5 separate regions of the Sus scrofa genome follow, and all the other regions are linked to region 5. Evidence: chromatin contacts called from public targeted proximity ligation data. All regions are on one chromosome and are shown on one strand. The core of a region is the stretch at or near the end of the contact, and the rest is flanking DNA. Distances in the headings are between cores, read along the strand shown. Region 1 holds the start of B3GNT2 (N-acetyllactosaminide beta-1,3-N-acetylglucosaminyltransferase 2). Region 2 has its middle 37 kb from the start of B3GNT2. Region 3 has its middle 61 kb from the start of B3GNT2. Region 4 overlaps B3GNT2 (N-acetyllactosaminide beta-1,3-N-acetylglucosaminyltransferase 2). Region 5 overlaps LOC106508312 (a long non-coding RNA gene).

Region 1 (5,764 bases), core at 3,198-5,697, 200 kb after region 5:
ATTCTGTACACACCAAAAATGCCAGGCAACTGATCCAAATGATTTTAACTTCTCCTGGGTATTTGCAGATAAATCCAAAAGGGCTTTATGAGAATTTTTCAGTATATGTAACTTATGCACCACTATTGTACATGCTGCATAAATTACATAACCAAACAGTAACCCAGATGCAAGAATTTCCATGTTTATAAAAGTAACCATTGGCATTTATTCCATTTTAAAGTCTTTAACAAAACTGCCCAATAAAACTGTCAGAAAAGGGGGGGGGAGTTCCCCTTGTGGCCCAATGGGATAGGTGGCATCTCTGCAGCACCAGGACACAGGTGTGATCCCCAACTGGGAACATCAGGTTAAAGGATGAGGTGCTGATCACAACTGCAGCTTGGATCTGATCCCTGGCCCTGGGGAACTTGTAGGGTTGGCCAAAAAAGAAAAAACAAAAACCTAAGTAGAGTCAAATATTGCTGCTATTAAGTTAGAATGAATTAAAAAGCTCTGACCCAGTACGTCAAGAACAGAATGTGCTTTAAGAACATTCACAGCCCTGGTTCAGCATTTTTAAATTACAGTTAAAAATGAAAACAAGGAGTTCCTGTCGTGGCTCAGTGGTTAACGAGTCTGACTAGGAACCATGAGGTTGCAGGTTCAATCCCTGGCCTTGCTCAGTGGGTTAAGGATTCAGCATTGCCATGAGCTGTGGTGTAGGTTACAGACGTGGCTGATCTGGCGTGGCTGTGGTGTAGGCGGGCAGCTGTAGCTCCGATTAGACCCCTAGCCTGAGAACCTCCATATGCCACAGGTGTGGCCCTAAAAAAAAAAAAAAAAAAAAAAAAAAAAAATACAAAAACCCTGCCTTGTCAAAACTAAAACTTATAAGGTGTGAGGGGAGCAGGACAGGCCATCCCAAAACATGTCACTTTGAACATACCGATTATTTTGAATTAAAGTTACTTGAGAAAACAGCCAGTGCAAGGACACGCTGACCCTCCCTTGTCTCCCTGAAAGCAAAAAATAAATCTCCCACTGAAGGTATCCTCCCTGCACCGGAAGGGTAGAAGGCATCCTCAGCGCCAGAGACAGGGCTGTGCAAATCAACCTTGTCACTTCTTCACCAGTTAGTTACCCTAACTCCAAACCCCTCTGTCTCCTCAATTCTTCCCACGTTTGTTTCCTTGTCTAAAAGGTATGAAAGCTGCCTGCTTTGGTCACTTCTTTGGAGTCGCATATTTTTAAGGGACCCTGCACACATGAAATTAAATATGTTTTTCTCCTTATGTTAATCTGCTCATCTGTCTTATGTCAATTTAATTATTAGACCAGCCAAAGAATTTAGAAGGGAAGAAAAGTTTTCCTCTTGTTTCAAAGTTTGAGAAACAAAGAACTTACCTTTTTTTCTTTTTTAAGGGCGCACCCGAGGCATATGCAGGTCCCAGCCTAGGGGTCCAATCGGAGCTATACCTGCTGGCCTACAGCCACAGCAAAGCCAGATTCGAGCCGCATCTTCAACCTACACCACACCTCACAGCAATGCCAGATCCTTAACCCACTGAACAAGGCCAGGGATCGAATCCAAAACCTCAAGGTTCCTAGTCAGATTTGTTTCCACTGTGCCACAACGGTAACTCCAGGATTTACCTTTTCTCTTATCCTTGCATCAGCTGAGAAAGGTGACGTTTCTATCCAAAATATCTTAGCTTTATACCAACAATGCATCAGGTAAAGCAAAATGATTAACTTTCTTAGATTCTCATTCATTTCCTAATGTAACTTAAAAAAAAAAAAGCCACACTTTTTTACAAACAGTACTGTGAAAAATCAACCACAAATAATCAGTTCCACTTTCCTATTTTTAGTAGAATTTTAGTATCTTAGAATTAGAGAAATCTAAATTGTGGTTTTCTTCAAAAAACAAGGAAATCTTTACAACTACAAGTCACCTATATATATACTAAGCTTGCCATCAAAAACCCGGGGGGAAAAAATCAATTCATAATTTTACCAGCATATTATGTTTATTTTTCTCAAAAGATTACCTCATTCCCTGGATTTTAAAAGCTATCCACCAGCTGCCAAATTTGGCTGATTTTAGTCTCAGTCAGACCAATCAACATGGTTACAGTTTTTGGTAAGAGGAAGTTGGTGCCTGGGGGACCGTCTACATTGATTACACAATGACCACCACTTATTAAGTGATTCTTAACTCCCATGATGCAAAACTAGGAGTTTGGCAAAAAGTTTCCTATTTGTCCTCAAAAACAATCTTGTGGAACAGACACTACCATCCCCAAAACTAGACACGGAAAAAGAGGCAGGGATGCTAAACAATTTGTCCAAGGCCACCGAGCAGTATGCTGCAGAATCAAGACCCGAACAGTGAAGGTGGGAAGTGGGAACTCTTACGGAAAGTTCATGTTCATCACACACATGCCATCTGCACAAAAATTAAAATGAAGGGCATGAGCCCCTGCTACAGGCAGCTTCCCAAGGGTAACAGTATTCCAAACAGAGAAAGTACTTCCAAACAGGAGATAAGATAAAGACATGTGCAAAGGCTTGGCAGCAGAGAAAGGTTCTCAAGTATAGTTCTAAGTACAGGTTCTCAAGTATACGGCTTCGGCCAGTCCATGGTCCTAAAATCTAATCCAGTTTATGGGTACCCAGACTTTTAACACTCCCAAATTCCACCAGGCTGAATAACCTCCATTCAAAAGAAGCAGAAGAGGGAACTAGGACAGGGGGGAAGAAGTGACCACTAGACCTATCCTCCCCGGAGGTATGCTGTCAGATCCACACGGCGGAGGCCAGGAGAGGGCTCAAGACGGGAGCCCGAGCACGGAGCTGGGTTCAGCTGGGTCTCCTCCTGGCCCTGTCAGCCACCTCTTTAACCATCCCAGTCCTGGCCCTGTCAGCCACCTCTTTAACCATCCCATTAACTCCCGAGGCAAAAATTACACCGGAAAGATTTGTTATAACAAGCAGAAGCCCATATTCACCAACTGGCTTTGCAATCTGAAATCTACAGCAAGGCTCCAATAAGGGAGCGGTAGGAGAATATGGTATAATTGTTCCAAATTACCATACTACTAAGTTAGGAAGGTTCAGGAGGCCATGGGGGACAGGGATGAAAAGACAAGCATACCACCTTTACTTTTTAAGGAGAGTGTCCTCGCCAACCCAGGTTTCAGGCTCTGACACTTGTAGGGATTATCTAGGCTGCTTCTCCCCTTCTCATAGGAGACAGTGGATTCTGGGGCTTTCCTGAATGGAAAATACTGTGGCCTGGAAATTAAGGTAACTGGGTTTCATTGCCTCCAGAAGGGTCGGCCTGCCGTCCCACGGCAGGCCAGGAAGAGTCCGCACCGATCCAAGACCACCCTGCACGCCAGGTGTTTTACAGAGGCCGGCTCGACGAGCTCCCCAAAGCACCCACCCTTCCCCCTCCCCAGGTTTCGGTCAAGCAGCCTGGTTAATCATTCAACGCGGGCGCCGTGGAATATTTTTGTAGAGGTCACAGCAAAAGGTTCTCTCCCTAAGTTTCACAGAAACCAGCCTTTAGGGACCCAGAGGTGGCAGTGGCAGGCGGATGGGGGTGGGGAGAGACTGCCGGCAGCTCTTTGGCTCACAAAACACCTGATCTCCCCATGCGGCACCAGAGGCAGCGCAGTGCGAGGGTGGGGTGCGGGGGTGCAAGTGCGAAACCTACCACCGCCCCCTCCCCGAAACGCCAGGACAACCCAAATGAGGAGGCCCAGCCTCAGACTCCCCTTCCCAACGCCTGCATCACCCCCGCGCGGGCTCCCCCGGAAGTTGGGGTGCAGTGGGGAGGGAGGGATATTCCTAGGTCCCGGGGCGGGTGTGGAATGGAGCAAGAGGCTCAGAAGGCATGGTACCATGGGTTTCGTTATCCTCTTCCTTCAGGGCAAAGAAGGTGGCGGGGGGCCGAGGGGGAGGACGGGGACACCTAAATGCGGCAGAAGCCACCTAGAGACGGTTTCCTCCGCTGGGGCGTCGGTACGAAGCCGGAACCGGCGAGGAACTGGGTTGTATTGGGGGGGGGGGCGGTGAAGGGGGAGCCAGGAACTAGAGAGCTAGGAGGGAGCGAAGCCAGCCTGGGAGGTGGGAGGGAGGCTGCGGGAGTGTAGACCCGCCCGGCCCTACCTTGTCCGGGAGCAGCTCCTGCTCAGCGGGGCGGGGGCGGGAGATCGCGGCTGCATCCACGTCCCTGCCGCTCCGCGCGGCTCAGCCCGGCGACCGCCGCCGCTCTCGCTCCATGCGTTGCGCCCGCGAAGGGCGGACTGGTGGTGTCGGCGACGGGGTGACTGACTCGGCTCGGCCCGGGCTCGGTTCCGGCACTTGTTGCAGCCACCTCTGCCGCGCCTCACTCACGGCTCGTGGCGTCTCCACCGCCTCCGGACTCCCGGCCCTCCTGGTCCTCGCGGCCCCGCCCCTGCCCGATGCGCCAATCAGGCCGGGCACCGCCCCTCATGTTACCGCCCAGTCTGGCCCGCAGCCCAGAGACCCAAGTTTAGGGAAGGCGCAGCTTCTCCCTGTCTGCCAGGGGCTCCTGGGACCCGCCCAAGCTGATGTTGCTCCTGGTTCCAGGGTCTCTCCATGCCCATACCTGAGAAGCAAAGGATTAAACTAGGGGAAAGGGACCCTAAGAATTAGACCCTCGGTGGGAAAAAGGGCAGCTCGAAGCTCAAAAGAACTATTTTCCAACTCCAGTCTAACCTAAATCCTTCTTGTAGTACCTTTGACGTTGGGAAACTAAGCACATGGCCTGGTGAGGACTCCAGTGGCCTCTTCTGGCCAGAGTGTTTGTGACTGGTTCTAGGCCGAACTGCGACCACCCAAGTGCTTGTGCCAATGTGCCCCAGCAAAACCCTGGGGTTCCACCATGGAAGATGAAGGTAGGGGTTCCTGGGGCCAAAATGGAACTTGACCATTGCTCTCTGACCCTCCAGTACCTGCTGCCACCTCTTAGGTATTCAAATGATGCCTACTTTGAACTGTTACCCGATCTTTATGAAGCCACCCAGTACATGAGGAGAGGGGAGTCTTAGTTCTCTTTGTGGTGTCTTACAGATGGTTTTCTTGAGGTTCCTGGCAAGTCTCAGGACGCCAAAAACGCAGCATGCCTAGAAACTGGGCCTCGAACCCACACCACGGCCCGGATACCTAGGTGCAGCCTTAATGGCCGAGCTGTGATATACATCCCTCAGGCTGGATGGGGAATTGGTGCCTACACCCCCCACACACCCAATGGGACTCTGGGGACCACTGACGCGCCCTCCTATCCCAGTCCCCCAGCGGGCTCGCCAGAGCACTGCATTTTAAGGTGAGCCCAAGATGCTGCTGACACAACTTTGAGGGCCCCAGGTGAGCCCGGTGCAACCGGATGGAGAGGTTGCCCTGGTTTGAAAGATCTAGCACAATCAGTTCTATCCCCCTTACGTACTGCCTGGAGGTAAGCCTCTGGCCAAGAGGCGCACCTGACAGCATCCCCTCTTTTGGTTTTATCTCTCCAGAAAGAAAGCAATCCCCTCTAGATAATCAGACTAAGGAATTAAGAGCACCACACCCTTAATTATTTGCATTTTTCTGGCTTCTGAGGTGGAATTAGCTGAAAGAGAAAGAATTGCTAAAGTAGTAATTTCAGGCACCTTTGAGCTCAGCCTACTCAACCACGTGCCCTTACTCTTAACCAAGCTCAGATTGAAAGAGGGGCAGGTTGTTGCTAGAGGCAAGGAGCCACCTGGGTGTC
Region 2 (5,918 bases), core at 529-3,028, 160 kb after region 5:
TACGCCAGAGCCACAGCAACGCAGTTTTGTTTTTTTGTTTTTTTGTGTTTTTTTTTGCCATTTCTTTGGGCCGCTCCTGCGGCATAGGGAGGTTCCCAGGCTAGGGGTCGAATCGGAGCTGTAGCCGAAGGGGTAGCTTTTATATCCTATAACACAAAGCAGGAAAGGAATCTGACTAGGAACAATGAGGTTTCGGGTTCAAGCCCCGGCCTCACTCAGTGGGTTAATGATCCAGCATTGCCATGAGCTGCGGTGTAGGTCTCAGACACAGCTCGGATCTGGCTGTGACTGTGGTGTAGGCTGGCAGCTGTAGCTTTGATTAGACCCCTAGCCTGGGAGCCTCCATATGCCGACGGTACAGCCCTAAAAAGCAAAAATAATAATAAAAAATAAAAAAAACACAAAACATACTAAATGGCAATTTGGAAATCAGTTGTTCACTTAATGTCTTGAACACTTTAATTACTTAGTTCTCTTCCCGTGTTGTTTCTGGTACCATTGTTTCCTAAGGCAAACCACTCCTTAATCTTGGCTCCCCGGCTCAGAGTTTTGTGCACTCGGTAACATCTTTGGTCTCGTAGTCCAGTTTTCCTAGTAACTTTGTTAATGTGTTGTGAATGACGGAAGATTTGAGGATGTCATGTATATGATATTAACTTGTGAATTCATGGGACATATAACAGCAGATCAGTATCTGAAGGTACTGGTACTTGATATCCTGTTAAGGAAAAGTGGCCTCCAAATTTGAAGCTGGAAAGTCACCAGAACAACTATATGAGGTTTTAGATTTGGGTTGCATATAGTAAGATTGTGTACAAACTGAAATGCCCGTGTACTGATTCTTAAAACAACCCAAAAAATTCTCAGGTACGAAAGAAAAAAAATCTGGAGGGTGTAAATGCTAGGACAGCCCCTATGTTGAGCAGGTACTCAGCTGCAGGGCGGTGCCAGCTCCTTCTAATAAGCACTTGTACAATTTCTGGAGGTGGGACCAGCAAGACAGGCTGTGAAGTGCTCCTCCCCTGCCTCTCGGGCCAGCGGGCTCTCCCTGGGTTTGTCCTGCATCTTCTGTTCATCCCGTTCGTCTTCTTCCATCCAGCAGGACTCCATGAGTGAGAAGGTTCTCCAGCTTTCCCGACCAGGCATCACAACCCCTCCTTCTTCATTCTTTCCACAGTGACTCACTCGGGGAGGCTTTTGCAATCAAATAAATAAAGGCATTTCCCACCAGCTTTAAGCCCAACAACTTCGCCCCTCAATGTCCACCGCTCATGTCTCACATCCCACAAGCAGAAAAATCCATGTGAGATTATTGCTCGTGAGGAGGCTTGGGTTGCCCATGCGTGATCGTTTTCTGGCTTTTCTCCCTTGGCCTCTCTTTTCTCCCTTGGCCTCTCCCAGCCAGGAGGGCAAGAGCGGATCAGAGGCTCCAGGTGTGCGGGGGGGCCCCCAGGTTCCAACGGGAAGGACAGACAGGACTTGAGCCTTGTCACTGTTTTGGATCCTGAAACCTGTCGTCTGACCCTGGGGCTCTGCATGGTTAGGTTTCCTGCTAGGCTCCTCCAACCTGGCCCCCGGCTAACTCTTCGATGTGCCAACAAAGTTCTCTGTTTCCATTCTCCTCTCTACCCACAGACGGGAAATAAATTACCTAATGATTAGTTAACAACCCATGACTCTGTCTCATTTTGCAATGAAGTAGGACAAGTAGGAAAAGGCATTCTGAGCCCAGTCCCTTGAAGCCTTGAACACGAGGAGGAAAAGTCCAGTGATTCAAAGGAAGTGAGAGCCAGGCCTTTCTCTGGGGCCCGGGGAGAAGCTGGGTGGGGCCAGACTGAGCTGGGAAGGCCTGGCCTCTTCCTACCCACTCAGGAAATTTTGGCAGCTGAAGGGCTACTGGCCTGGGCAGCGTTGAGTGTCTGTGAAAAAGCCCGAGGGCCCTCTAGCCTGGGCCATCCCCACCCCCACCCCGCCCCTCAGTAGCTTCAGCTGCTGAGCTATACAGAGGGGGAGACAGCTCTGTCCCAGGCCCTTTCAGGCCAGCGCCAGTTGTCATCACGAAAATAAAGACAAACAAGGGAGGGAAGGAGAGGCCTCACTCCAAGGCGGTCAGAGGAGGGTCAGGGTGCTTGAGGCTGAACAGGGTGGGTATTAGCAAGGTCAAGGCAAGGCAGGGAGGGCTCTGATCCCAACAAAAAAAAGAAATTGCCCCTTGATATTAATATTCTTTCCTTTTTTGCTTTTGCTATTTTAGGGCCGTACCCAGGGCACACGGAGGTTCCCAGGCCAGGGGTCAGATCAGAGCTGTATCCGCCGGTCTACGCCAGAGCCACAGCAATGCAGGATCCAAGCCTTGTCTGCGACCTACACCACAACTAACAGCAACGCTGGATCCTTAACCCACTGAGAGAGGGCAGGGATCAAACCCACATCCTCATGGATACTAGTCGGGATTGTTAACTGCTGAACCACAAAGAGAACTTCCTTAATATTCTTTCTTGACCTGAAATCCAGTTCCAGGTGGCTTAGCACACACTTCTACTGGCTGCCCTCCTTCCTCGCATCATTTTGCCATGGACTATGGACCCTCTTGCACTAGAATCAGAGTGCTCTGATCCCAACAAAAAAGAAACTGTCCCTTGATACTAATATTCTTTCCTTTTTTTTCTTTGCTATTTTAGGGCCGCACCCACAGCATATGGAAGCTCCCAGGCTAGGGGTCAAATCTGAGCGACAGCTGCTGGCCTATGCCAGCAATGTAAGATCCGAGCCGTGTCTGCGACCTACACCACAGATAATGGCAATGTTGGATCCTTAATCCAAGGAGTGAGGCCAGGGATCCAACCTACATCCTCATGGATCCTAGTTGGATTTGTTAACCACTGAGTCACAAAGGGAACCCTTCCTTTTTTTTTTTTTTTTTTTTTTTGGTCTGTGCCTCTGCATGTGAAAGTTCTCTGGCCAGGGAGTGAACCCCAAGCTGCTGCAGTGACAACACCAGAACTTTAACAAGCTGTGCCACAAGGGAACTCCTAGAATCCGCCTCTTAAGGTCTGTTTCTGGAAGAACCCCAACCAAGGGTAGGATAATATTTTTTTCATTTTGACATAGTTCCTTTAAAAGGGGAGGGGGTTGAAATTGGTGCCAGGATCAGGATTACTGATGGCCATTTCCATAGAATGGTTAGGAAAGCCAGTCTGGGAAGGGCGTGGATGATGAACTGGAAGAGAGTGTTAGCTGAAGACAGGATGAGCATGGGCACGACAGAAGATGGTAGGATCCCAGAGCAACGAGTGAGCCCATGCTGACACTGAGGCCGCAAGTTGTTCATGGGGTCGGCCTGCTGCTTGCATAGGAGGAAAGGGCACTTCCCCGAAGCAGGGCAGCTGTCAGGAAGCTGCAAGCACCCCTGTTCACCTGCCAGGCCCCTGACTTGGAAATAAGCCCTTGGATTAGAATCAAATTAAAAGCTCTACTTGTGCTGCTTCAGCACAATCAATACATCCCCTTTTACACACACAACAGACAGGAGGAAAACCACTGCCAGAGCTCAGAAGCCACTACCATGGTTGCCTGAGCGAACATTTCTAAACACAGATCAAAGTGACAGAAGAAGGAAAGAAACCTCAACAGAGCTCCATCTTCAATTTAAGAGTGTATGTGTGTATACTAATGCCGTATTTCAATTAAATTCTAAGATGAAGTATGTCACATTTTAACACTTCCGCAATGAGTCATATGATACAATTGTTACAAATCATATTGAACTGGTCTTTAAACTTATGTAAAAGGTGTTGCATCTTACAATTAATAAGTACAGCATTTCACACATGATGTGAAGAAACAAGATTTTACGGGCTCCTTACAGACAAAAAAGTGCCTCATTCTCAGCCTCTACCTTTTAAGATGATTTTAAGGGCAAACACCCTTCCTTTCACGTGAGACTTGAATAAATCATGATAACTAATTTCTCAGATTTATTGGTTTTTGTTTGTTTGTTTGGTTTGGTTTGGTTTGTCTTTTTGCCTTTTCCTAGGGCCGCTCCCTCAGCATATGGAGGTTCCCAGGCTAGGGGTCGAATCGGAGCTGTAGCCACCAGCCTAACACCAGAGCCACAGCAATGCAGGATCCGAGCCATGTCTGCAACCCACACCACAGCTCACAGCAACACCGGACCGTTAACCCACCAAGCAAGGCCAGGGATCGAACCTGTAACCTCATGGTTCCTAGTTGGATTCGTAACCACTGTGCCACAACAGGAACTCCTCAGATTTATTGTTTAATTAAAGTTCAATTTCAAAATTATCTGGCAGATGACCCTAGCATTTATTTATTTATTATGTTTGCTTTTTAGGGCTGCACCCGAGGCATATGGAGGTTCCCAGGCGAGGGGTCTAATCAGCTGCAGCTGACGGCCTACCCCACAGCCACAGCCACAGCCACAGCCATTCGGGATCCAAGCCACGTCTGTGACCTACACCACAGCTCACAGCAACACAGGATCCTTAACCCACTGAGCAAGGCAAAGGATCGAACCCGCAACCTCATGGTTCCTAGTCGGATTCGTTTCCACTGTGCCACGATGGGAACTCTGACCCTAGCATTTAAAAAAGAAAGCCAATATAGAATTAACATAAAGGAAAAACTAATTTATCTTATATAATCTATACAGCCCAGCACATGGAAGTATTTGTTATCCTGTTCTAAACAAGAATTTTTATTTCATCTGACATTTTTCTTAAGGCAGAGAGATCACAGAGAAGTTAAATTCTGGCCCAATTAAAAGCTTCATTCATTTCAGCTTTCCTGGAAGTGAAAATAAGCCATCCTTTCCTCAATAAATGCATTTTCTCTTTCTGCATCTGAGGGAGCCACGACAACCCAGGACAGACATTCCAGACCACACCGATCAGGGTAGAGAAGTAGGAAGGAGGTGGCCACTTTCAGGTGCCTTTAATTCTGGATTCAGCTTCAAGTGTGACTCAAATTTCCTGCCCTTCTTTTCCATTCTCCCTTGACCAACTCAAGAAAGGAAACCAGGGTCGGGGTGGAAATGAGCCATTCTGATATCTTTCATCCTTTTCCTCTTAGGGCCTGGTTGGGTTTATGAAAAGTCCAAACTCAGGCAATGCTCATTTAGCCTTTTTGACCTTCAAACTCAAAAATCAACATGACTTGGAGTAACCATGAAAAAGGTCCAAACACCAGTTTCCACGGAGGCCTCAGCTGTTGAACTGTTCTCTAAGAATGAATCAAACTGTGCTGCTTACATTCCAAGAGATGGATGCTTGGGGGAGAACCCATCTCATGGGCACGGAGAGGGCTTCACGGATTTAAGGATCCATCAATATCAAAACAGAGCCCAAGCATTTGGAAAGCTCTAAAAACCCTTTGCCAAAAGCCCGTGAGGTTGATGACCAGTGTAGTGGGCTCAGGCAACGACTGCATGAGAATTTCTGCCAAATATAGAGCCAGAGAGGAGTTCCTGTCATGGCACGGTGGAAATGAATCCAACTAGGAACCGTTGAGGTTGCAGGTTTGATCCCCGGCCTCACTCAGTGGGTTAAGGATCCAGCGTTGCTGTGGCTGTGGTGTAGGCCGGCAGCTGTAGCTCTGATTTGACCCCTAGCCTGGGACCCTCCATGTGCCACAGGTGCAGCCCTAAAAAAGCCAAAACAAACAAACAAAAAAGGCCCTCAGTGGCCCTCCAAACATTTTCATGTGGACACAAGCAAATTGTGATCCAATTACCCACGAATGTTTTGAGAGCTTCATGACTCTTCTCTAAACCAGACTTGGTAACGAGGCCCTCTGGGAGAGGTGCTAGCAACCACAGGGGCAGAGGTTAGATGCAGGCACATGAAACCTTTAGAAGAACCAACCTTACAGGCCTTCAAAATCCACATCAAGTATCTGCG
Region 3 (5,758 bases), core at 487-2,986, 140 kb after region 5:
TGAGCCACAAAGGGAACTCTTCAATTTTTTTTTTTTTAAATTGGAGTATAGTTGACTTACAGTGCTGCATTACTCCAGTTCTTGTTTTATTTATTTATTTATCTATTTTTCACTATTTAGGGCCACATGTGTGGGATACGGAAGTGCCCAGGCTAGGGGTCAAATCGGAGCTTTAGCTGCCAGCCTACATCACAGACACAGCCACGCAGAATCCCAGCCATGTCTGCAATCTATACCACAGCTCATGGCAATGCCAGATCCTTAACCCACTGATGGAGGTCAGGGATTGAACCCAAGTCCTTGTGGATACTAGTTAGGTTCGTTACCACTGAGCCACAGCAGGAACTCCCAGTTCCTGTTTTAAAGAGCAAACTTTCCTTCTCCCACAACACAAATACATAGCAAAAAGGAGGAAGGGAAGAGGAAAATTTTTTTCTGTCACCTCATTCTCAGGGAAATGACTCCAAATTTTACCATAGTTACATTCTTTCTCTCAGAGTCCCCCTCCTCAAAAAGAAAAAGAAAAAAAAAAAAAAGAGCTAAGAATTACCCTTTAGAGATGAATGTAGTTATCCTCAAGGTCAAGAGGCACAGATCATTTGTATCCTACTCCAGACATGGTCTAAAGGTCTCTTAGCTGAACCACAAAATGACGGGGCCCCCAGAAGCTGCTGAAGTGGTCAGTGCCAAAGTGGCAGCATAGACCTCCTGAGACGGCAAAATATCCTGCACTGGCTGGGGATTCATCAGCTCCTTCCTTCAGACAGCAAAGAATCAGGAACAGTTGAGCAGCACATTGCAATTTCTTAAAATAAAATTAATTTTGGGTTTCATCAAAGCTCCATTTGCAACACAGGCACACCTTATTATATTGTGTTTTTCTTTATTGCACTTTGCAGATACTGCATTTTTTACAAATTGAAGGTTTGTGGCAACCCTGCATCAGGCAAGCCTATCTGTGCCATTTCTCCAACAGCATTTGCTCACTTCGTGTCTCTATGTCACATTTTGGTAATTCTTGAAATGTTTCAAACTTTGTCATTATTATGTTTGTTATGGTATTCCGTGATCAGTGACATTTGATGTTTCTCCTACAACTCCCTGAAGGCTCAGATGATGGTTAGCATTTTTTTTAGTAATAAAGCATTTTGTTTTGTTTTTTTTGTTGTTGTTTTTGTTTTTTTGGGGGGGCTTTTGTCTTTTTTTCTTTAGGGCCACATTGCAGCATATGGAGGTTCCCAGGCTAGGGGTCCAATCGGAGCTGTAGCCGCTGGCCCACGCCAGAGCCACAGCAACACAGGATCCGAGCCACGTCTTCGACCTACACCACAGCTCACAGCAACGCCAGATCCTTAACCCACTAAGTGAGGCCAGGGATCGAACCCAAGTCCTCATGGATGCTAGTTGGATTCATTAACTACAGAGCCACAATGGGAACTCCCCTCATAAAGCATTTTAAAATTAAGGTCTGTACTTTGTGTAAGACATAATGCTACTGCACACTTTAATAGACTACAGTATAGTTTCAACATAATTTTATGTGCACTGGGAAACAGAAAAATTCATGTGACTCACTGTATTGTGGTGGTTTGGAACCCAACCTGCAATGTCTCTGAAATATGCCTGTGTTACGCAAATGTTCTTTACTTCTTATATTGACTCAACTGTCACTAAGGAGACTTGCTTCCCTTTGCACGGAGAGGCTGACCTAAGAAAGCTCAGTGTTAACCTTTCTGCTGACTTTGAATACGGGAGGATCCCAGACTGTATTAGTTTATTCAAGCTGCCATAACAGAATACCATAGACTGGGTGGCTTAAACAAACGGAAATTACTAGAGGCTGGGAAGCTCAAGATGAAGGTGCCAGGGAGGCAGGTTGCCTTCTGAGCGCCTTCTCTTGCCCTGTCCGCAGCCACTGCCTTGCACGTGCTCTCTTCTTTGTGTTACACAGGGAGAGAGAGCTCCCTGGTGTCTCTCATGGGGGCGCTATGGGTGGTAGTATTCCCCCTCATGGGGGCCACACCCTCATGACTTCACTGAACCCTAATCACCTCTCAAAGTCCCCATCTCCAAATACCATCCCATTAGGGGTTGGGGATTCAACCGATGAATCTGGTACAGGGCACGATTCAGTCTGTAGCAAGGTCTCAGCCCTGAGGTGGTCTCTTCAATTCCAGTCATGTGATGTGAAGTGACAATCAAGACCGCAGGTTATATTTTAAACCCTGTGAGGGTGTGCTCTTCCATGATTAGAAATAGGAAAGCATATTAAAAATTATTGCCCTAGTTTCCAAAGTTTTTTTAAATAGTCTTCAGGTACTTCATTAGAATAGAAGGTGGTAGCATTCCTTTGAGTTTCAGTGTGTTTGCCAAATGGCCTTCTTCTGGAGAAAAAGCAATTCATGCCACAGGGAGATGACAGCAAGTTCCTCTGAGTGGTGATCTAAAAATATCACAGAATGCTACATGTTAAAATGCATTAAAATGCGCAATGACTTTCTTTCCGCCCTTTTACATCTCCATTTATGGTCTGTGATTCACAAGAATGCTTCTGTCACTGGAAAAGCATAAAAATCCGATTTCAGCATGGCATTTTTATGGTATTACAACCAGGAAAATATGTAATGGTGAGACAATGGGTGATTCTTTATTCATGGGCCTTTTTTCTTTTGTGTGGGATTACAATGTTAATTGTATCATCATTTATAGAACACGTGTAAATAATGATTGCTAACATTGATTGAATTATTAACATGTGCCAGCAACTTGCCAAGTATTTGCATTCCCTGTCTCTCCCCCCCCCTTTTAGGGCTGTGGCATATGGAAATTCCCAGGCTAGGGGTCAAATCAGAGCTGTAGCTGCCAGCCTACGCCACAGTCACAGCAATGGCAGATCCAAGCCACATCTGTGACCTACACCACAGCCCATGGCAACACCGGATGGTTAACCCACTGATCAAGGCCAGGGATTGAACCTGCATTCTCAAGGATACTAGTTGGGTTCGTTACCACTGAGCCACATCGGGAACTCCTTTCCTGTTTCTTCTAATCCTCATGAAGCCTCACGAGGGGGTCAGCATGATTATCTCTGAGACCACACACATGAAATTAAATGTTAAGTAGCCATAATCGCTTCCTTGCTATTCTCCTTCTAAAGAAGACAGTAGATTACTTGGAGAACTCTTTCTTTTCCTGAATGGAATGTGCTCCTGGGGACAGGAAATGGAGCCACCAAGAGAAGGGGCTAAATTGGAAAGAAGAGATGGAGACTCTGAGGGGCTATAGAAGCGAGAGATTAAGGTGGGGGAGGGGAGAATGAGGAGAAAGGTGAGGGCAGAAATGAGAGGCCCGCAAGGGCTGGCAGGTAGCAGAAGTGGCTGGAGATAAAACAGGAAAATGTCAGGTCACTATAGAGGCAAGGGGAATTTGGGGAAAGAGTGAGATATTTGGAGAGGATTTTTTGAAGTTCTGATACATGAAGTATAATCTATTCCTTTCTCCATAGCTCCAGGAAAACCTCAGCACAGAATCTGTCACATTTCATCTGATCTAAGACACAAGTGACTATAAGATATTATCAATGGCAAATGTATCATTTTATGTGCTAGAAAGGAAAGAAGGAAGGGAAGCTATCAATTACAAGGTCCACGGTGGAAAGGAATCCGACTATGAACCACGAGGTTGCATGTTCAATCCCTGGCCTTGCTCAGTAGGTTAAGGATCCGGCATTGCTGTGGCTATGGTGTAGGCCGGCAGCTGTAGCTTCAATTCAACCCCTAGCCTGGAAACCTCCATATGCCTTGGGTGTGGCCCTAAAAAAAAAAAAAAAAAAAAAAGGCAAGTTCCTATGGGTTGAAAACATGTCCTAATTTCAAAGAAACACAAGAGATTATTCTTTAATCCCTTTGCAATCAGATTTATAGGGGCTTTTCCCTTCTTTTTCTAATGCACCATTATTTGGTGAGGCCAGATCTGAGCTGCCCAGGAAGGTTTGGTTATATTTCAGTTAGACTTGTTTCTCAGATGAGAAAATTGAATCTCAGAGAAGCTAAGTTACATACCCCTGGGTTCATGGCTAATAAATGGAGCACCCAGATTCCAACCCACGTCAGCTAGATTCTGAATCCTGTGCTCTCTATTTTTAGTTAAGATACACAGTCAAGAGTTGGCCAGTATTTTATTAAATCTGTAGTTAGTAACAAAAATAACTTTTGAATGAAAAAATAACAGCTTAATATAACATCTTTTCCATGTTGCTGTGATTTAGAACCTCCTGCCCCATGTGGAGCAGCTTGTGAGAAACCATGATTTGGGTTTTGTGGCTCAAGAATTCCTTTCTCCTCTTTTCAGATTACCTTGAATCAAATAAGAGTAGAATGGTGAAACGTCCAAATATCCATCAGGAGGGCCTAATAAAATCAAAGCAGATTCTACACCTCTACCAAGCAAGCCTTTTCTTTCCAAGATAGGAAAAGGGGAGTCTTTTTGTGATTTGCAGTAACAGAAGAACATCAAGCTCTAGACCAAGACCTAAGGACAAGTTCTAAGACCAAGACCAAATACAGAAAACGTAAATAGAAGAGCAGCAGACGATGACTATGGAAGAACTGTTCAACCACGCCAATAATTACAAAAATCCTGGACTCTCCAGTTCCACAGCAGGCACCTGACAATGTGGTTTTCCATCACTAACTGGTGCTTTTAATAACCTATGGATCTTTGCTCACCCAGATCCTCCATCCAAGCATGCCATCTACCTTTGCTATCAAAATCCTTCAAGGTAGGATCAGAAGTCACCGTTTTCTGTTTATTCTTGCCAAATCCTCTGACAGGATTAATGGCTCTTTCTAGAATCTCCTGTCATAATTCTGATATTCCTCCTCTTTGTTTTACAGGGAGTTGATGAAAGACCTGTCTTTCAACTAGAGTACTCGTTCTCTGAAGGCAGGCCTGAGACATTATTTGCTTGTTTGCTGGCTTGGGGTTTTTTTGTTGTTGTTGTTTTGTTTTGTTTTGTTTTTTTGGTTTGGGGTTTTTTTGGTTGTTGTTTTGGGGGGTTTTTTGGTTTTGTTTTTTTGGCTTTTGGGGGCCACACTCGTGGCATATGGAAGTTCCCGGCAAGGGGTAAAATTGGAGGTGTAGCCACCAGCCTACACCACAGTCACAGCAACACCAGATCCAAGCCGGGTCTGTGACCTACACCACAGCTCACGGCAACGCTGTGTCCTTAATCCACTGATGGAGGCCAGGGATCAAACCCATATCTTCATGGATACCAGTCAGGTTCGTTACTGCTGAGCCATAATGGGAACTCCTTTGTTGGCTTATTTTTAATAAGGTCATGTTTGTGAAGTTTGAGCGCAGTGATTGGTATGTAATAGGGTTGCTGACTGAGCTGCAAATCAAGGGTCACTGTAAGAAACCAGAATATGCCACCCCAAATATGCCTCTTTGGTTTAAGGATTATTATAAGCTCATTATTCTGAGAAACAGCACAACACAGAAGCAGCCCTGAAAACAGAGTAGAAGTTACACTTTCCTATAAAGTTTCCTTTATAAAGGGACTCTCCATTGGTAAGGGTGTCTCCCTCTGAATTAGGAAGAGAGGGGGGACTCTTGATCGCAGGGAAACTTAGTGAAGAAGGCGCTGACTTAAATCTGCATAACAAAACTTACCCTTATTTACTGTACCTTTCCTGGTCATTTCCCCATAACTTGATTCCCCACACTCTTCTTCATTTGTTTCCACTGTCTTTTT
Region 4 (5,980 bases), core at 566-3,065, 180 kb after region 5:
GGACCTGTACGTCATCCTGCCTGCACAACCTCCCCTGCCCTCACTCTAGAAGCCTGGCCAGAGTGGCTTTCCTAAATCCTTACCTCCCTCCCAGGCTGCTCACATCTGTTGCCTGGTCCTTGCCAGGCCTTTCCAGGTTCTGCTCAGATAAAGAGACAGGGACAGCTTGCAGCTAAGCGGTTCCGGGGGAGAGAACCTACCTCCTGGCACTCAGGGCAGACAGTGCGGCGATCAGAGTGTGAGTGCAGCTGCTCGGTGGGGACCAGAAGAGCTGGGCCAGCCCTAGAGCCTGTTCCTTCACAGGAGCAAGAAGCCTGGCCTGGGTTCTTAACCAGGGCCCAAGAGCCCCAGGCCTCCCCAAACACCCGGCACAGATAGAGAACGTGTCTGACTGCGTTCTGGTCTCTAAGTCATAGAACATCTACCAGCTAAATTCAAGGAATTGAGTTTGTAGTCAGTAATAATTCCCTTCATGTTCAAAATGTAAAGGAAAAAGGACATGTGGTCAATCTGTTTACCTACATGTTGCCACAGGCAACATTATATACACACCAAAGTGTCTGAGGCACCTTCTGGTCTCCATGGATTACATAGGTCCCCAAGCCTAGTGTGATTGATCTTTCTCAAATGGTTCTTATCATTTAAAATAAAATCAATCACCAAGTCCAATCCTCAGATAAACACAGACAGAACTTAGAGAAAAAGAGGAAGAAAATTTAGTAAACGGGAATCAGCCTTCTCAGAGGCCATCTTGCCCCTGCCTTTAGTAAAACTGGCAAGAGTTAGAGATCTTCAGGGTATAAGACTGTGTCATTATAAAACAAGGCTGGTAGATGTTTGAGGAAGAGAATGTCCCAGATCATTTTTCACTTTGGAAAGTCAGAGTCTGGTATCTAGAGTCAAAGTTAAAGTCTGATTATGCTACCTATTACTAGCTGTGTGACCTTATGCAAGTTACTTGACATCTCTGAGTCTCAGTTTCCTTATCTGTCAGATGGGGATGACATAACCTGCCACACCAGTGTGTTAACTACCATGCAATGAGCATTCAAGAGTTTTCCTTCATGGCTTCTGATTCCCACAACAAACGCAAAGCACATTTCTCAAGTTTTAGTGTTCTTGCCTCTTTTATAAATATTCTCACTCTAGAAATCCATCTACCCACCACCTTAAACCATTACCTCCGAAAGGAGGATTACAAGTGGATGCAGTTAACTCCAGATATTAGCTCTAAACCTTGTGGAGTCTCTCTTCCTGGGCCCCTCATCTGCAATGGATCGCTCCTTCCACTTGCCCTTGTAGCAGGACCTTGAGCTGCTTCTTCCCCCAGGAGTCGAAAGTCCCCACTTCCACGCCTCACCTGCACCTCCTCCTCTCCTCTCCCCTCTCCCATTCACACTCTGCCTTTGGCTGCCACGGGAGCCCAACCCCTTCGTTCCCGCAGCTCCGCTACCCACTCTCAGCCCCTGTACCCACATCCCTCGCTCATGCTGCTCCCCCGTTTGGTCACCAGCACACCTCGGCTCCCTCACAGCCTAACTGCAGCCGTGCTATCTTCTACAACTCCTCTCTTCTCCACTCCCGGAGCTCAGGGCCTCATGGACAAGATGAGATGAGGCCCCTTGGATGAGATCTCCTGCCCAAGGATATGCCCCAGCCTGACCACCAGCCTCATTCCTCCAGCCTCCACTCACATGCCCTTCTGGTCCTGGCCAGGGCCCTTTAGGATGCTTGTGCTTCCCCTCACACCACCCCCTGCCAACATCCTCCAACTCCGCAGCAGATACACTTTAACCTCCAACCACAGCAAACACATTTCCCTCTTGCGGAAAGCCCCAGCTCCTCTGTCATCTGCAAGTGCCCTCTGTCTGCTCTGCCTTCCTGAAGAGCTCCTCCTCCTCAATTAGGTCCAGGGTCACTTCTGAAGCTCTCCTCCCAGGAGTTAGGGCATCCTCTGTGATGGAGGTCTCGCACTGTGTCTACCACCATGACCTCTGCACGTGGCATTTGAGAGTCAGTCAGCATTGGCTGAACAAACATATTTTGGTCATATGGTCAAGTTCACTGAATACAGATGTTCAGCAGCAACTAGATTAATTAAATAAACATGCTCTTTCTCTAAAGCGATGACACTGGAAAATCACTTATATGTGTGCTGGTCAGTGACACGTATTAAAAGAAATCTGTCTCACCTTTTTGAATATGCAAGTATAACAGCAGGATTTTCTAAAGTTAGGGAAGGTAAGAATAACAGAAGTGATGAGTCTGTCTACACCTGGGTGGGTTAGGGCAAGATTTGAAATGGCAAACTGGAGTGAAAAGCCCCACCCAGCCCCAGCTGTGTGGGAAGGCAGGTGCGTGGGATTCTGCAGAGCTTCCAGTGCTCCTCTGGCAGCACTCCCCGCCATCGCATCCCCAGACAGAGGAGCTGCCACACCTCCCTCCTGGCGATGGGAGGACCCACAACAGTAGAGGGACAGGGTGACCATGTCTGAAGGAAGGAAGGCCCGTGGGACAGACTGAAAACTCGGGGACATCTACTTACCTAGGTGGAAAACCATCCTAGAAAAGAAATGTTGCAATGGAGCTGAATGTGTTTTGGAAGCCCTTGTTAAGAGCCCATGCATGGATATGGCTCAGTAAGAGTTTCCACTCCAAGCCCCAGAACCTGGGTACAAAGTCTGGCTGGCAGGCTCTCAACAAGCCCTCAGAAAAATCCCTAGATTTCTCTCTGATTCATCCTTCTGTTTTGCTTAGTTGGGGTACATGGGATGTATTTCAGTCTGGGTCCAACCAGGAGGCAAAAACCACACGATAACTTAAGCATGGGAAGTTCAAAAATATGGTAATTGAGTAACTATAAAGATAGACTAGAACCTTAAAGCGTACCCTGTGCCAGATAAAAAGTACCCCCAAAAGGATAAATGTGAAAGATTGGGAGCTTGTTGAAGAAGGTATAGATGGCAGAAAAGTTCCTGGGTGCCCAGGCTAGAGATGGTCCAGTCACTGGGAAAGCAGGAACCACCTTCTAGGGTACTGGCACAAAGTCTGGAACAGAGTACCCATCAGGAGGGTGACAGGGAAACAAAACTGGGACACAGCTGGAAGGGCGCAGAGGGAGTCATATACCTAGGGTATCAGGGGGCCGCTGGAACCAGGACCTGGAGAAGCCTCCCTCTGCAGGAACTTAATACCTCATTGCACGGCCTGGACAAAATGGGCCATACTAAGCACAAAGATAGGTGGCCAGCTCACTAGATGGCCAGAATCACAGGGCTCCCAGTGTGCATACATGTAGGGCTGAAGAGAAGTAGCAACCTGGGCTGGGCCCAGGCTCCCCTTTCTTCCTCAGCTGCCAGAGCTGGACAGAATGCACAGCAGCCAAAAGCTGGAGAACGCTATGGCCTGCAGGTGCCCAGAAGTGTAGGTTCTAGACTCCTGGAACCAGGAAGGAAAATCCTGCAACAGCCTCTTCAGGGCCCTCAAAGTAGAGAAGGCAAAGGAAAAAATATCTGAAGGCCCTGCTCCATTTTCACAGATCAGGCAACAAAGGATAAATTTGGAGCTGACAAGCAACAGCTGAAAACTGGCACAAGTGAGAGATCTCTGCATCACCAATCTGAACTCATCCCCAACCATAAACAGTGCTATCTAAATCTAAAGTTAGAGGGAAAGTGTATAAAGCACGGGTGCTGTACAGTGAATTGATAAGCAATTGATAAGCAATAAATAGACAATGGTCCATTAGTTGACAGCAGAGGACGAGGCAGGACCTGAGTGGGGCTTGAAACATGGTAGGTATCAGAGCTTTGGGGAGAAGCAGGGCAGCCCAGAGCTGGGCTGGGTGCCCAGGGTGTCAGCATGCAGAGACCCACACAGACAGTTTGTGGGCAGATGGGATGAGGCTGCTGGAGAGAATGGACAAGTGCTCTTGGGCCCCAAGCCTCTCTGGGTAAGGGTTCATTGTGTCCACACCTAACTTAACAAATGCTGCTGCTGGAGAGACTGTAGGAACATGTTTCCTTTCACAGCCCCTCTATTGAAACACACATACACAACTAAGTCACACAGGTACAGGAAATAAGGGGAAAATGAAGAAGTCCAAATTGGATGTCTGTGTTGATTACAAATACAGTTGGCTTTTGTGCCCATAGATTTGATAAAGCTGATTGGGTTCACAGGGGGGAGAGACCGTGGTCTCAGCGATTCCTCTTCTGTGGTCAGATGTCTAATGCACCCTCTGACAGTACAGGTATTTGGCCTGGCTGACCAATCACTAACCTATGAATTGGTACTGATTTTCGTTATAATTAAAAAAAAAAAAAAAAAAAAAAAAAACCAACCTGACAACCAACCACATATGCTTCCTTTTCCACTGCCTTATTATTTCCTTTGGAAAAATTACAAACACACTTTTTTTTAGGGCCGCACCCATGGCCTATGGAAGTTCCCAAGCTAGGGGTGCAACCGCAGCTACAGCTGCACCGCAGCCATAGCAACACCGGATCCTTAACCCACTGAGCAAGGCCAGGGATCGAACACACAACCTCACAGAGATTAATCAGGTTAGTTTCTGCTGAGCCACAACAGGAACTCCCCAGAACACACATTTGAAGTCACTTAGAATATAATCATATTCCTGTGCCCTCTCCACCCATCCCCCACCAAGCCAGATGGAGTTCTCCTTTCACTGCTTGACCCCTAAGAGCACGGAGCTATCCAGAGTGACTGTGCACACTGCCCTTCTTTTAATCTTCACCAAAAAAAAAAAAAAAAACAGAGCCTCTGTTGTTTCAACTGACCCATCATCGTTCACGTGCTTCCTTCAGATTTCCCACTCCTCACTGCCCTTCGCCCATTTTCTATGTTAGGATGTTCTCATCTCATTTAGTCTTTATGACAAGCTCAAAAATGTGGAGCACTTAGTCTGAGGCCACAAAGCTAATCCAGCGGAGCCAGCACTTGAACCCTGGACCCTGACCTCAAGGCTAAACTCTTTTACTCTTTTCTACCACACAACCTTGTCAATCAAAGAGGATTTCAAGAATCCCCAAATAAAGTTGCATTTTAAAAGAAATAATAACTTAGGAAGTGAAATCACTGCATTTGTGGATACTCAGAAGATGGAGACAGTTCCAAGGAAAGTTTTATGTTTAAACAGCAAGAGAAAGGAACAATAGAGACCCATCTCCAGACCCCCTGGTCAGCTAAGACAGGACCTGCTGCCATGGGGCGGTGGGGGCCCTGCACTTAAGTTAGGCATTTATCCACGCTGAGGCAGGTACGATCCGGCAGGGGCTTAAACTGGCCTAATCTAACAAACCTGTTGGGCAAACTGCTTTTGTCAGGAGCTTTTTACAGGAAGAAAATGCTGCCTCTCCTCTCCCCAACCCCCCCTCCCCCCTCTGGCGCCACAGCCTGGGCCCTCCAGGCTCTGGGAGGATAGGACACCAGCCTGTGTCAGAAAAAGGTGACTGAAGAGCAAGTACTGGCCACAAACTGTACCTCTCACCCTCTTACTTGTTTTCTCCAGAACACGCACACGCATTCCACAAGCAGACCATATCCCCATTTCATTACCAGAAAGAAGCTTCAAGAATTTCTTTTCCAAGGCCCCACGGTTCCTATGCTCCAACCGCCTCATCTAGAGATGAGGAAACCAAGGCACAGGGAGGCACAGAGCCTCGTCCGGGGTCATCAGGTGACACAGGCTTCTCACAGCCTATAGCTTCCATTCTGGGCCATCAACATAAAAAATAAGGCCAGAAAGGCCAAGTGCCCCCAGCACCCCCTCCTGCGGCGCCTTCCTGGTCCCTCTGGTGCCAGACTGGCTTTTTTTTTAATTACTTCCTCTTTGCTGTTCTAACATCTCACACACATTTACCTGATTTATCACACCTTGTAGATAACAAGTGTCAAACACCCTACAGGGCATGTGGGCACCAAGGGCAGGGGCTGGGCCATTTCATTTATGCGTGTC
Region 5 (5,929 bases), core at 3,356-5,855:
AGTTGGCTCCCTGCCTAAGGAGAAATTAAGCCTTAAGAAATAAAGAAAGGAGTTCCTGTCATGGCACAGTGGAAACGAATCCGACTAGGAACCAAGAGGTGGCAGGTTCAATCCCTACAGCTCTGATTGGACCCCTAGCCTGGAAACTTCTATATGTATGGGTGCGGTCCTGAAAATCCAAAAAAAAAAAAAAAAAAGTCAGCTTCTCAAATAGGGGAAGACACAGCCAAAATACTACATGTGCTTGCCTCTGGAGAAAGGATGCTCTTTTTTATTATGAACTTGAGATACTGCAGACTTTTTTTTTTGGCCTCACCCACAGCATATGGAAGCTCCCAGGCCAGGGATTGAACCTGCACCACAGCAGCCACCCGAGCCACTGCAGTAACAACTGCTAGATTCTTTTTTTTTTTTTTTTTTTTTGGTCTTTTTGCCTTTTCTAGCGGTGCTCCCGCGACACATGGAGGTTCCCAGGCTAGGGGTTGAATCAGAGCTGTAGCCACCAGCCTACGCCAGAGCCACAGCAACGCGGGATCCGAGCCAGGTCTGTGACCTACACCACAGCTCACGGCAACGCTGGATCCTTAACCCACTGAGCAGGCCAGGGATCAAACCCGCAACTTCATGGTTCCTAGTCAGATTCATTAACCACTGGCCACGACGGGAACTCCAACAACTGCTAGATTCTTAACCTGCTGAGCCACAGAACTCCTAGACTTTTTTTTTTCTTCTTATTAGGGCTGCACCCGCAGCATACGGAGGTTCCCAGGCTAGGGGTAGAACTGGAGCTACAGCTGCCAGCCTACACCACAACCACAGCAACACGGGATCCGAGCCGTATCTGTGACCTATACCACAGCTCACGGCAATGCCAGATCCTTAACCCACTGAGCAAGGCCAGGGATTGAACCCACATCCTCCTGGATCCTAGTCAGATTTGTTAACCACTGAGCCATGAAGGGAAATCCAGGAGAACTAGACTTCTAAACTGTGTATACATATATATGTATATATGTGTGTATATATGTCTATATATCGTATATATGTGTATATATATATTACTTTGTTATTAAAACAATTAAATGTTGCTTTTAAAAAAGGAGGGGGAGCAAAACTGAAGCCCTAAGAAATGGGGCAGTTCCATTTTTAGGGAGTTTTATGGGCAACTTCTATTTGAGAATCTAGAAACTGTCATCTTTGTATTGTATGTTAATTAAGCTTCTCCATGGGGATGAAGGGGGAGTCAGCTTCTGGATTCAGAAGAATAGGAGCCAGAAAAGGTCCTGAATGTGGGCCTCGATGTTGGGTCGCATCCTGCAGGCCTATAGGCCCTGTGCTTGTCCAGCTTCAAGGCCCAAGAAAGAGCCCTGCGTCAGAAACAGAGACATCAGTGGTTTAATGGCTGGGGGTGGGGGCGGGGTGCTCTTCCAAGACTGAAGCAAGATCCTGGAGCAACAGCCACCGTGCCCAGCGGACAGGACAGGTAGCAGGAAGCAGGGGAAGGGCAGGGGGAGATTGCCAATTACAGGAGGAATTGGTTGACTCATGGGTTACCAGGGAAATAACCCGAGGGGCACGCCCCTCACCACCCCTTGATAAGAACAATCACTGGCTAGGACCTGGGGCAAGTAAGTAGGAAGGTCATTTAGGCGAATGGGGTGTAGGTGAAGCAGGGACTGGGACAGGTCGAGCAGGGGAGGTAGAGAGAGCAAGAGAACAGTCATCTTGAGAGAACTGACCAGACACTAAGCGTAGCCTCCCGCAGGCTCCGTGGGCCCTAGACAAGTGGATTTCTCTAAAGGGATCTCAGGCTAATGACAGCACTGGCCAGAGGCAGGATACAATTCGGATCTATTCTCAGCCCCAGAATCTAGACCCCTGGACTACCTTGTGTGCCAGCTCCTACAGCTGCTTCTGCTGGAGCCACAACCCCAAGGAGATCACACAGAGGCCTTTGCATCCTTTACCCTTAAGGATTCCTTCTTCCCTGGATATGCACTCTGCCCACGCCCTCGCCTCATTCAGGCCTCTGAACAGATGTCAGCTGCTTATAAACTTCGGGCCTAGTCAATTACTGTCTGAAATAGCCTGACAATCACCCCACTTGATTTCTCTTCCTTACATTTCACACTGCTTCCCATTATGTGATGTATTTACATGCCCAAAGGCTGTCTCCCCAGTTAAAATGCTAAGTGCATGAGCGAGATGTTTTTATTTACAGGCAGTCTCCAGGTCTTAAAGACACTGTCTGGCACATCGTGAGATCACAATAAATATGTGCTGAATAAGTGAATGAATTTTTTTTTTTTTGTCTTTTGAGGGCCACACCTGCAGCATACAGAGGTTCCCAGGCTAAAGGTCTAATCGGAGCTACAGCTGCCGTCCTAGCCACAGCCACAGCAACGCCAGATCCCAGCCGCCTCTACAACGCCAATCCTTAAGCCACTAAACGAGGGCATGGACTGAACCCGAAAGCTCATGGTTCCTAGTCGGATTTGTTTCTGCTGCGCCACAATGGGAACCCCTAAATTAATGTTAAAGTTAGAATTGAGGCATTCCCGTCATGGCTGAGGGGTTAACGAACATGACTAGTATCCATGAGGACGAGGTTCGATCCCTGGCCTCAATCAGTGGGCTAAGGATATGGCATTACCATGAGCTGTGGTGTAGGTCACAGACACAGCTCCGATCCCTCATTGCTGTGGCTGTGATGTAAGCAGCTGTAGCTCCGACTGGGCCCGAGCCTGAGAAATTTTATATGCCTCGGGTGCAGCCCTAAAAAGACAAAAGACAAAAAAAAAAAAAAAAAAAAAAAGAATTGTGTCAAACACCAAACAGGTATTTCATCAGGTAAATAGGGACTCACTTGAGAGGTATGTGGACATGGCTTTGGGGCTATTTGGTGGAGGCTGGGTGGAACGCCAAGATCCACAGCTTGAGCCCCTGCATTTGCAGATGCTATGGGTGCCTCCTTCCTGGTGTGACGTCAGCTCTCATAAAACGCTGGCAGATCACAGCCTGGTAGAACTGGAAAAATCCCGAGAAACTGATGAGAAAACCAAGGCCCAAAGAAGCCTAAGTGGCAGAGCTTGTGTTCTAACCCAGGTGTAGCCCACTCCGGGTCTGCTTTTCTTACCAAAATACGGGCACTGCCCTAGCCATTCCTGGAGCCCTCTCTAACAGTGGGAGGGAGGAAATTGTTTGGAGAGAAATTGCTCCGTAAATCTTCAACCAGTGGGCACTGTGAAAGCAGAAAGCAGGCTCTAAACTATATTTCTTCTGAATTGCTGTAATGTTCTATCAAATGACAACTCTGAACCTTTTTTTTTTTTTTTTTTTTTTTTTTTTTGTCTTTTGAGGGCTGCACCCATGGCACACAGAGGTTCCCAGGCTAGGGATCAAAACAGAGTTGCCGCTGCCGACCTACACCACAGCCACAGCAACGCGGGATCCGAGATGCATCTGCGACCTACACCGCAGCTCATAGCAACGCCCGATCCTTAACGCACTGAGTGAAGCCAGGAATTGAACTTGTATCCTCATGGATACTAGTCAGATTCGTTTCCGCTGAGCCATGATGGAAACGCCAGCTCTGAACTTTCTAAAAAAGCATTATTCAGTAGAATTTTTGGCCACAACGGAAACATTCTACACTTGTGCTGTTCAGTACAGTAGCACTTGACATGTGGCTAGTGTGACTGAGGAAGTGAAATTTACATTATATTTCACGCAATTAATGTACATTTAAGTATAAAGTAATGTATGTGGCTGGTAGGTACTGGTTTTGGACGGTTCCATTCTAGAAACTTGTATATGGAAATCTGAAAATCTGACTTAAAAAAAAAAAAAAAATGGAGTGCCCGTCGTGGAGGTTAACGAATCTGACTAGGAACCATGAGGTTGCTGGTTCGATCCCTGGCCTTGCTCAGTGGGTTAAAGATCCGGCGTCGCCACGAGCTGTGGTGTAGGTCACAGACGCGGCTCGGATCCCGCGTTGCTGTGGCTCTGGCATAGGCTTGGCAGCTACAGGTCCAATTAGACCCCTAGCCTGGGAACCTCCATATGCCGCGGGAGCGGCCAAAGAAATGGCAAAAAGACAAAAAAAAGAAAAAAAAAATGAACATCTGACTTTGGAATATGGCCTGGAGGAAGGGAGAGAGAGAGAGGGAGAAGGAGGAGGGGGAGAGGGAAGGAGGGAGAGAGACAGACATATACAGACATGTTGTAATTCCCCTTAATAACCACAAGATAGCACCATTTCTAAGAGTCTCCACCCTGAACAGCAAACCAGGTAAAATCTTCTAAAGCTGCTTTGGGATTCTAGGTTTCCCTCTCTCCCTCTCTCTCTCCTCTATCTAACTGTCTTCAGTATTTCTTCAAGACACACTCCACTGCCCCCTGATCCTCCCCTCCACACCTTCTTTTTCAATACTGACTTACCAACCTTCTGAGCAATATGACAGAAGAGGCCCTTTTGTGACTTTCAGAGCAACAAAATTCCTGAGACCAATATTTGTCTACACAAAGCGCAGTGGTTGGCTCACTGGGTGTGACCAGAAAGGTTGAAACCACCTGCTTTTTCTTCTCTCTGGGGTCTGCCTGTACTGCCCTAGCCGGCAGCCTGGAGGCTTCAGGGACAGTCTGTGGTCTGACCCTTCCCCTGGCTGTGTTCTCCATACCTCCCAACACGCACATCTTAGGAGCTCCTGCCCTGGGATCTGGTTTCCGGGGGTGGGGTGGGGGGGTGTCATCGGAATGTCTCTGGAGAAACTATAAACACGAACAGAATGTCTCCTGGTGGGGGTTCTGAGCTTCTCCTTTGTATTTTCGCCTGAGGAAAAAGCAGTCAGTGGTTTGGGGATGATGGGTGGAGCTTGCAGTATTTTTCTAAGGTTTTTGTAGATGGGGGATAAATCTCCAGGGATGGGCAGGGCTGCACACTCATTCCAGTACAGCGGGATCAGGGCTAAGAAAACACGAACACAAAGGAAACTTCAAAGCTCTTCCTCGAATCTGAATGGGAAGGGGCCTGCGGAAGGTCGGAAGGTCATGTTCACTTGGCACCAAACCCCTGTTTGCTTCCAGATGGCCAGGCAGCTCTGCAGATCCTTCTACACCCACCCTCTCAGGGAGGTCAGGAGTCAGCAGGGTCCTAAAGGCAAAGACAGAAGCGGAGCCCAGAGATTGGTGTCTGGCTCCAGCTCTTCTTGGGCCCTAAGAGCTGAGACTGGTTTCCTCTTTGCAAAGTGAGCTCAATCACCGAAAGAACGCTCCCCACTTCAGACTGGCCTCTTCCCCTACCCTGGTCAAACCCTGACACAGCTTCTTTGCAGGGAGTGGTAGGGATTACTAATGCTGGAAGGTCACTTAAGGTAATAATTGGAACAATCATTAATTTCTGAGGCCTAAGTGACTCATTTATCTCTGATATGTACAGAGATCAAAGGAGGTTATTTATGGCTTAGAAACAAACCTCCCATTCTTTCCTCTGCTATAATAAATAATAAAGGGCTTCCAAGCCTCCCTTCTTCGCCCATCTCTTCCTGTTGGTCTCTGTCTTTACTGTCCCTTGTACAAAACCAGCCCGCCTCTCCCTTCTCTCTGCTCTCCCCTCTTTAAGAAGCACAGCAGGTCAGGCTGTTCCCTGCCCAGCTTGGAGAGTCGGGGTTGCAGATATGCTAAGAAGTGAGGGGTGCTGATCCCTCTGTCCCAGAGGATGGCAGCAAGCCCTTGACCTCCGCAGGCCCAAGGTGGGCACCAGATGGGCTTGCCCCAGGAATGTGCCATCTTTACTTTGCCTGGATATGTTTGTCAGTGCCGGAGTCAGTCTGCCTGTTTAGGCTGGAAACCTGGCCCTGTCAACTATTGGCTCTGCGGCCTTGGGTGAGTTCCTTAACCTTTCCAAGTCTCAGTTCCCCAGTCTTTAAAA

Evidence for each region.
Region 1: a targeted proximity ligation map of alveolar macrophages shows a contact between it and region 5. A contact is called at or near these places in 2 of 5 promoter capture datasets (fetal liver and liver), 18 of 47 Hi-C or Micro-C datasets (alveolar macrophages, brain, embryonic fibroblasts and 12 more) and 2 of 2 datasets of targeted methods (alveolar macrophages and skeletal muscle).
Region 2: a contact with region 5 is called in a targeted proximity ligation map of alveolar macrophages. A contact is called at or near these places in 3 of 47 Hi-C or Micro-C datasets (embryonic fibroblasts and skeletal muscle) and 1 of 2 datasets of targeted methods (alveolar macrophages).
Region 3: a contact with region 5 is called in a targeted proximity ligation map of alveolar macrophages. A contact is called at or near these places in 3 of 47 Hi-C or Micro-C datasets (embryonic fibroblasts and skeletal muscle) and 1 of 2 datasets of targeted methods (alveolar macrophages).
Region 4: a contact with region 5 is called in a targeted proximity ligation map of alveolar macrophages. A contact is called at or near these places in 10 of 47 Hi-C or Micro-C datasets (brain, embryonic fibroblasts, fibroblasts and 6 more) and 2 of 2 datasets of targeted methods (alveolar macrophages and skeletal muscle).

The regions. Positions count from the first base shown.
Region 1 is chr3:79,699,602-79,705,365 of Sscrofa11.1, forward strand. It overlaps B3GNT2 (N-acetyllactosaminide beta-1,3-N-acetylglucosaminyltransferase 2), which reads right to left and starts at 4,448. Exons shown (of 2, transcript XM_003125112.5): 1 at 4,159-4,448.
Region 2 is chr3:79,664,548-79,670,465 of Sscrofa11.1, forward strand. No RefSeq gene overlaps it. Among named protein-coding and RNA genes, the nearest start is that of B3GNT2, 37 kb to the right of the region's middle.
Region 3 is chr3:79,640,040-79,645,797 of Sscrofa11.1, forward strand. No RefSeq gene overlaps it. Among named protein-coding and RNA genes, the nearest start is that of B3GNT2, 61 kb to the right of the region's middle.
Region 4 is chr3:79,682,221-79,688,200 of Sscrofa11.1, forward strand. The region is part of intron 1 of B3GNT2 (N-acetyllactosaminide beta-1,3-N-acetylglucosaminyltransferase 2); the gene reads right to left. Among named protein-coding and RNA genes, the nearest start is that of B3GNT2, 19 kb to the right of the region's middle.
Region 5 is chr3:79,498,871-79,504,799 of Sscrofa11.1, forward strand. LOC106508312 (a long non-coding RNA gene) reads right to left here. Exons shown (of 6, transcript XR_002342643.1): 2 at 2,867-3,027. Among named protein-coding and RNA genes, the nearest start is that of TMEM17, 86 kb to the left of the region's middle.